Regions from separate parts of the Gossypium hirsutum genome. Here region 2 is linked to region 1. The links are chromatin contacts, called in public Hi-C maps. All regions are on one chromosome and are shown on one strand. Each heading gives the region's core, a stretch centred on a gene start, on an enhancer-like site or on the middle of the called end of the contact. The rest is flanking DNA. Distances are from core to core; before and after follow the strand shown.

What was found. A called contact is a pair of places that touch in the nucleus more often than the background predicts.
Region 2: a Hi-C map of leaf shows a contact between it and region 1, with 3 times the contacts expected there. The contact joins the promoter of LOC107919866 here to the promoter of LOC107918264 in region 1. A contact is called at or near these places in 2 of 34 Hi-C or Micro-C datasets (both in leaf).

What each region holds. Positions count from the first base shown.
Region 1 is chrD13:15,335,426-15,339,365 of Gossypium_hirsutum_v2.1, forward strand. It overlaps LOC107918264, which reads left to right and starts at 2,188. Exons shown (of 2, transcript XM_016847787.2): 1 at 2,188-2,490; 2 at 2,712-3,940. The coding sequence starts at 2,753. The coding sequence ends at 3,796.
Region 2 is chrD13:15,563,994-15,568,437 of Gossypium_hirsutum_v2.1, forward strand. LOC107919866 reads right to left here and starts at 2,375. Exons shown (of 3, transcript XM_016849269.2): 1 at 2,117-2,375; 2 at 1,323-1,377; 3 at 201-743. The coding sequence starts at 2,218. The coding sequence ends at 364. LOC107919863 (protein RETARDED ROOT GROWTH, mitochondrial) reads left to right here. Exons shown (of 7, transcript XR_001690468.2): 7 at 896-1,456. It overlaps LOC107919865 (chorismate mutase 3, chloroplastic), which reads right to left. Exons shown (of 6, transcript XM_016849268.2): 4 at 3,981-4,124; 5 at 3,564-3,656; 6 at 2,829-3,450. The coding sequence ends at 3,208.

The DNA of each region.
Region 1 (3,940 bases), core at 938-3,437:
AACTGATAAGGGGTATTTATGCCGGATGCAAATAGTAAAGTCCACATGATATACTCGTCTCTATTGACTGATTTGCAAGCTACCTGTTCATACAGTTGGGGCTCAGCAGTATTAGCAACATTATATTGTAAGTGTTTTCGAGCGACAAAGCTCTATACACAAGATATAGATGGGTGCCTAATAATACTATAGTCCTAGGCATTGTACAAGATGTCATTTCTAGTATCAGTGAGTCACTAACCACATGTGTTCCCACTTGCAAATAGGTAAAAAATTTAAAATTTCCATCAAGAATTTTTTTATGAAAATTTGTTCAAACAAGTTTGCTTTATTTTCAAATGGTTTACTTGTTCGGGTATTGGGAAGTCTAAAACCCTCGTGGTCTACCGACAGATGATTGAGGCATGTAGGATAAAATAAATTAAAAATAAAAAATAGCTTTTATTTAAAAAAAATATTAGATCCTACTGAAAAATATAATTACATACAAATAATTACAAACTAACCTTATAAACTCAAACTTGATTTTTGAAGTCTAAAACACAAATATTTCTTCTTTTCTTTTCTGTTTTCTCCCTTTCTACTAAACATAAATCTTTCCTCTTTTTTCTTCTTCTCTTCAATAGAAAGCAAAAACTTCAACTCAAACAAAATATTTAAACAGAAACCCAAAACTTCAATAGAATTGGTGGGGTGGGGGTGGGTATAAATACTAGTTGGTACATCTTGATAGCATCGCGAAACTACTGGTGTCACCTAACATGTTGGTAGCACCACTAATAATTTTTTTTTCGATTTTCATTTTTTCCCTAACAACCTTTTTTTTAAATGTACAAGTGTCGTCTGACACACTGGCGACACTCATAAAAAATAATTTTTTTTAAATTATCAATGGTGTTGCCAAACACACCGACACCTATTAAAAATGTATATTTTTAAAAATTATTAGTGGCGTTGTCTGATGCATCGGTAGCACCTATTAAAAAATAATTTATTTTGAAATTATCAGTGTTGTCACATGATACACCGACGATACCTATTAAAAATATTTTTTTTCTGTCTCAACTTTTTTTGACACTGTTTTTTTTAATTCATTGGTGTTGCTTGACACACTGATGACACCCATTAAAAAATATTTTTTTCTTGTCTCAGCTTTTTATCTGACATTGTTTTTTTTTAAATTCACCGGTGCCGCCTGACAAACTGGTGACTCCATTACAATTTTTTTTTACCATATATACTCGTATTTTCAAGGACATTTTAGAAAAATACATATCAATGTTACCTGGCACAGTGTCGGCACTAATAAAAGATTATGTTTTTCTTTAAAACATATGATTACATAATGATTGGCTAAAAAAGGAGGGTGGTGCCACCAATGTGTCAGGCTACACCGACGGGTACTGTAACAAACAACATATTTTCATAAATAATTTATCCTCCAATTTATTTTCGTAATTAATTAATTTTTTATATTATTTATATAAAAAACTCTCATATTTTAGTCACTATTATTTGAATTAATCACTTTCGTTACAAATTTTAATAATCCATTAATGAATTACTCACTTGAGACGTTAACCCATTGAATTAACCCATTGAATAATAGAAAAGTGATATTTTATTTTTTGTTTGGGACCTCTCTCTCTTTTTTTTTTCTCTACTGCTCAACAACCACCATCTCCATACAGCATCTTCAAGCCTCCTATCACTTATCCTCACCTGAGTCAGAGTCAAAGCCACCCAAATTCCCCCACCGTACCCATCTCCACCGCAGCTCTGTTTAGGGAACTTAAGAATTATGTCCTGAAATCTGTATTAATCATCATTCTCATAACAATTACTTGACTTCATCCATGCTTTCATTAAGCAGATCAGGCAATGAGATATGCACGTGTGTGTGTGTGAGTGCCAATGTTGAAGAAGCTTCTTCACCTTGGATAGTTTTGAGCTGCGCAGGTGTACACTTCTTCAAGTCAAGCTTCCAGCTTTTAGACGCCTTACTTTTTGTCAGCAGCACTGGGAACCAAAATCTTCTTAATTTGATCAAAGTTTAATATGTAGAGATCCTAAGATTCAATTACTCTCAATGAGTTAACCACGTGAGCCTATCTTAATTAAGGCAATTAAATTTAAAAATAATTAAAATAAAATAAATTCTATTTTAAAATGAGTATAGTGTAGTTTATCCTAGTTTAATCAATCAAAAGCCCAATTGGTTTTTATAAAGAAAATCCCAATTTTGTAAAAGATTTAGGCCGCAAATTCCAAAAATGGTAGTCACCTGTTGAATCTGATTTCCTCCATGTCCAGTGTTGACAACTATTTCCCAATCTTGAAAACCCCAAAACATAAAAAAGCAAAGCCCATTTTCAATCCGTTACAGACTAACGAACGCCGGCACGATGGCATAGCACCTCAAAAAATGGCAGCTAACTTCTTCAGACATACCCTTTGTTTTGCCATGCCAATGCTATAACATCCAAATTCGTACGTTTTTTTTTTCTAATAACCAATCTTTCTTTTCTTCTTCTTCCATAAAAGACTTGTTTTTTTTAACACTCGAGAATTTCCCTCCAATCCCACAATCTTCATGCTTTTCACTTTTACTGTGTTTTCTTCGTGAACTTCTCGGGGATTACAAAGGTGCGTCAAGCTCTTGCAGATCTGATTTACACTTCTGTTTTATATAATTTCCTGTGTTTGTTTAGCTGCTGGGGTCGATATCTTTTCTGGGTTTTGATTAACGAAAATGGAAACTGGTAGCGTACGAATGAGATCAGATCATTTAGAGAAAGAAGGATCTAAGGAAACCCATGAAGAAAGTTTTGAGCTAGAATCATCCTATGATGTTAGTGATGATAACCACCAATTCCATTCGATGAATGCATTAGAGATCTTAAGAGAAACTGTTAGGATTTTACGGTACAATTCGTCCAGTTTTTTTATCATTGCAGTTTTGTTTATTTGCCCTGTATCTTTGGTCTTTATGTCTAATTTGTTAGTTGATCATTCCATTGTGAAGAGATTAACTGTTAGGCTTTTGTTAGTTGCCAAAACCTGTGGACTCCCATTGAAGCCTTTCATCAAACAGTCGTCACAAAGGTTCGCCGAGTCGGCTGTTTCCTCCGCAATGTGCTTCCCTTTGTTCATCACATTGTCTTTGTTATCCAAGGCTGCGGTGGTTTATTGTGTAGATTGTACTTACTCGAGGAAACCGGCCGATGCTTCAAAGTTTTTCACGATAATCCTAAAGTTTTGGAGGCGGCTCGTTTGCACATATGTGTGGATGTGTACGGTTATTGTTGCTTGTGTGACCACTTTCTTTGTTTTCCTTGTTGTGGCATGTAGCTTGCTTTCTGTTGTTGGCTTTGCACCTGACTTGATTGTGTATGCGGTGATAATGATGGGGCTAGTGTTCTCGGTTGCCTTCGCGTATGCCATTGTTGTTTGCAATATCGGGATTGTAATCTGCGTGTTGGAGGAAGTTTCAGGACCGCAGGCAATGCTTCGGGCCGGTGTTCTTATTAAGGGGCAGACTCAAGTTGGTCTCTTGATATTTCTTGGATCTACAATTGGTTTAGCATTTGTGGAAGGGTTGTTTGAACATAGAGTAAAAGTATTAAGTTATGGAGATGGGTCTTCTAGGATCTGGGAAGGGCCTCTGTTGGTAATAATGTATTCGTTTGTGGTGCTCATGGATTCCATGATGAGTACGGTTTTCTATTTCAGTTGCAGATCGTACACTATGGAAGCCTCGGATGGTGAATGTCAATCAATATTGGATACACCATAACCACCTTTGCCAAATTGTTTTGTGTTGATGACCATTGCTATGTCCATTGTTATGCTATCAGCTAATATTTATCGAGTTCTAACAAGAAAATAGCATTACTTGGGAATACTGATGAAGATGAATTTGTTGTTGTTTCATCAAAAA
Region 2 (4,444 bases), core at 1,125-3,624, 230 kb after region 1:
AACTTGTCAAATCCTAAGATTGATGTGGACTAAAAAAAAAAACCAAGTTTAGAGGCTAAATATTACTATATTTTTTTAAAAGAAGAATCCTTGTTAACTCAAATTATGTCAAATTAAAGAAACTAAATCATAGTAAAAGGACTATAACTAGAATTTGAGCAGTTAGAAATAACAGCCAACTTGTTTGAGCAGAGACTAGATGAATGAAATTGGTTTCGTTTGAAGCAAAATGAAAAAGGAGTCCTTTGAAACATTACTAGTAAACCATCCAAAGCTATTTAAGCAGTAAACCCAAAATTATAAATATAATAGTTGTGCCCTATACCCCCTCCAAATAAATAAGCAGTGATGAATAATATGTGCTCAAAATTCTTCAACTCTAACAGCATCCCTGGGTGTTTCATAAGCATCTTTTGGCCTTGACTTCTTAACTCCAGCAGTAAACCACACCTTGTCTGATTTATAGCCTTCAACCGCCACACTTGTCACTTTAACCCAAACTAGGACCTTTGTCTTCATTCCCTCGATGCCTGTCAGCTTTCCCCGAAGGAGAGTCCCCTTCACACGTGTTGCGTATCTTATGACCGAGGAATCCTTGAAGCTGACCTCACACGGAGAGGACATGTAAACAATCAGCTTCGCCTTGGTTTCATCGAATTCGTAACAGATAACATTCTGGGGAAAGAGGCCCGGCGGTAAGTTGTACTCTTGAAGGAGATCTGGCAAGCTTTTCGTTGGCTTTCCTGTAGGAAAGAACTAGTTATTTCGTGCAATATATTCAGGAAAGCAAGCAGAACAAAGTCATGCATAATATTGTTCTTGAACGAAATATTCAATCAATAACACATCATGCAAAAGAAAGGCCACTGACAGAAATTTCTTTTTCATATTGAAGAACAAGGAGCTGAAGCAAGCCGGAGGAGGATTTTAACCACAAACTGAACATCACAGGAGTGGAGATAATGCAACTATTTGACAGTTGACTACCACACTAGATTTGTTCATATTTCTCATATCAGTGTTCATGAAGGGGTTAGGAACTGAAATTTTCAAGACATGGTGATTTTCGACGGCAAACCCTTTCTTTTTTCCCTTATAATAGCTGAATGGGAGGGAAGGACTCATGCTCGGAATCTCCTTTAATGAAGCAAGGTAGGGGCCAGAAATAGTAGGCATTGCAAAGCATTTGAAGACCACAAAAAAGTAAGTATCTGCCACTCTCCTTAACTGAAAAATACGCACTTACTCGCTACTCAGTCTATGCTTCGTCACGCTGACTAATACAAGCAAAAAATGAGTACGCATATAAAATAATTCTGTACCTTTCAGTTTGTTGAAAACCCATTTTGCCTTCTCTTCAACGGTGTTTGAGAAAGTCTGCAGAAATTAACATTTCAGAGAAACTGAAAGGTAAAGGAGCATGAACTATAAATATACAAATGGACATTCGAAATCATGTTTCAATGTCTATTAGCATTAGTACTCTTCTTTAAAAGTTGAACTCAGTGGTGGCTTTTCCCAACTATATACTGATAAGATAAAACTAATTTAAACATCAGGTCTAAGGTGGTCTTTTGGTACTAGATAACTACAGTAATGCTAATGCAATGAAAGGACGATACTTAAAAACATCCATTGTTGAACCAAACCTTTGTCCTAAAACTCTAGAATCAATTTGAAATGTTTCCACATGTATAAGACAAACATATATGATAATTTGAAATCGGGGGGAATCCCACAGAAGTACAAGAAATTAAGCAAAAATCAAATCACTTGCAATACTATCTTCCAAGACAAAATGCAATCTTTATCATCTGAAATGAAGAAATGAATGTCCTACACATAAATCTTATCACAAAAATACATTTTCATCTCAGCCAAACATTTTATTTTTTTACAAATACGTTCATGTTTAGTTCATAACCCCATCTCTGAAATCAGTACTTTTTTGCTTAAAAGTAAAACCCCACAGATCTTGCATTACCTAACAATTCCATATACTATCAAAAGGTTATCCTTTTATCAACCCACATTACAAAATCCATAAACCAAAATACTAATACAAAGAAGAAAAAAGCAAAAAAAGAAACCCAAAAAAGAAGATTACTTTACTTACAGTCAGATCTGCAGTGATGTTAGAGAACTCTTCCTTAGCTTTCTTTGAGATCCATAACCCACCAACTTTCAAGCTCCCGACTTTAGTTAATGCTTTCTCCATTTTCTCCTTGTCTCTGCCTCTCACCAAAAGAGCAAAGCTTTCCCTCTTTTGCTCAGTGAGTTAAACGAAAGAAAAGCTAAAGGTGAAGGAACAAATCCCAAAAGCAACAGACAAATATTCATATGCTAGCTGTACATTGAAGAAGATGAAACAAAAAAGCGGCTGTCTTCTGGGTTGGGATTCTCGACCATTTAAATTTTTGTCAAGGGTGTTTATGTCATTTGAAAAATGACGGTGACAGTGCTAATCTGTTGTCTTTTTCCAGATTTTCTTCTATTTGAAAAATTTTCTGTTAATTTGTACCAATTATCCCATTTAAAAAATATTTTTTTTCTATTTCTGGAGATAATCTATTAAAATTACAGAACTGTCCTTAAATGAATTTATTTTGTGGGACACGAACACTTCAAAGTCACTACTTCAGTCACTTCTCTCAGCAGCCAAAAAGGTTGAAAATTGGAAAGAAAAAAAGGAAAGATGACAGTGTGATTGACAGAAGATTGTAAAAGTTCTCCAATTTTAATCTTTTTTATGTGCAAGAAGCTTAATAATTATGCTCTAATATTATAATATAATTAAGCTATGATTAAAACATGAGAGCTGCACATGGTAGGATCAAGATTCATTCATTTTCCAGCTCAAAAGTTGACAATGACAACCATTGTTTTAGAAGAAAGTTTTAAACACTATGTAAATCAAACTAAAATGAGTTTACAAAAAAGAAAAGCTGCCCTTCCTGAACTCAAATGAACGTATTACTAACACAAGCTTGAAGCTCACATTGCTGTTAGATGATCACATAGGAGGGACGAGTTCTTTTTCCGGATTCGAACCCTTCGCCTTCTTGATGAAGAACATTACTGGGTATTTGGAAAGCTGTGCTATAAATTAGAAAACTGAAATTCTGTAGTTTAACATGTAAAAGGTAGTGATGTTCATACACCCTTTGGTTTCCCCTTCCCTTGGTCAGTTGTGAGGGAAACTTTACATTAGTCCAACCGTCGCAACAAGTATTCAACTTGAACTTCCTTTGTTAAGGGCATGATCCAATCTCCGTAGAGATCAGCTACTAAACTTGGCTCGATTTTGTACACAGGATCTGGAACTGCTGCAACACCATTCAGTTGAAAGTTTAGCTCTTGACCATATGTTTTCGTTTTCATATCTACTCTCTTTTTCACTGCTGTTTCCACTGTTTCGTATGTTAGCAACTCCATCAATCGAGACCGGTCCTGTTAGGTGCAGTTCCGTAGGCAAAGAGGAAAGGAAGAAAATCTGTTAATTACGAATATGAAGCAGCCTAAACAAAAAGGATGAAGTAGGATAAATGTGAAAGGAACTTCACCTTTGCTCTAATGGCATCCTCATAAGTTTTAGGTGATTCTCGAAATTTCGCCTCTGCTACAAATTTTCCATAGTGAATTCTTTTTGAAAGCGCCTGTAAGGGGAAAAGTTGAAAAATAACCAAGGTTTCCAAAACAAAATTCCTTTAACATGTAAAGATAAATAGAAGCCTCCCTGGGAGGAAATAAAAGGGGCTAAAATTATAATAGGAACAAAGTAAACAAAGGAGACTTATGATGAAAACTAAAGGAAATTCTAAACTATTCCACCCTCCCTAAGAGGAAAGAGAAAGGAGGTTACAATAAAATATCCCATCTTCTATACTGTTTGAATGTTATCGATGAACAATGATTCACAATTTAAATCCAGGTAAGAGCAGCTAAGAATTGATGAAAGGAACAATTGCTTAAAGGCATACCTGCAAGCACATTGTATCACATACAGCAGTAGACCCACAATTACCATCATCTCCAGCTTCTACCAATCTTGGTAGAAGCTCTGCAAAATACATATTCCAAACCTTATTGTTTATGTTAATTGAAGCAGCACAGTGATGCAAAACCTAGTATCAAACAAAAGAAATGTCCAATGGTTAACGATATGTCCTGCAACACAACCTTGACAGTCAATAAGGTATCAAGATATTTAAAAGATCCAATGGCAGCTCAGTATGTTGAATCAGTTAAGATTTTTAATGTAGGACTAGTTTATTAGTGTAATTCAAGCTTAGGCAAAAGTTATGAATAGAAATACTCATCAAAGTGATGATATCAGTCAAGGATTTAGTGAGGCACGATATGCTGGCATTAGGCGATGAAACATTGAACTGAAACAAAAACATTACTTCTCATCAAGTTCTAAACCATGATGCACAATTAACAA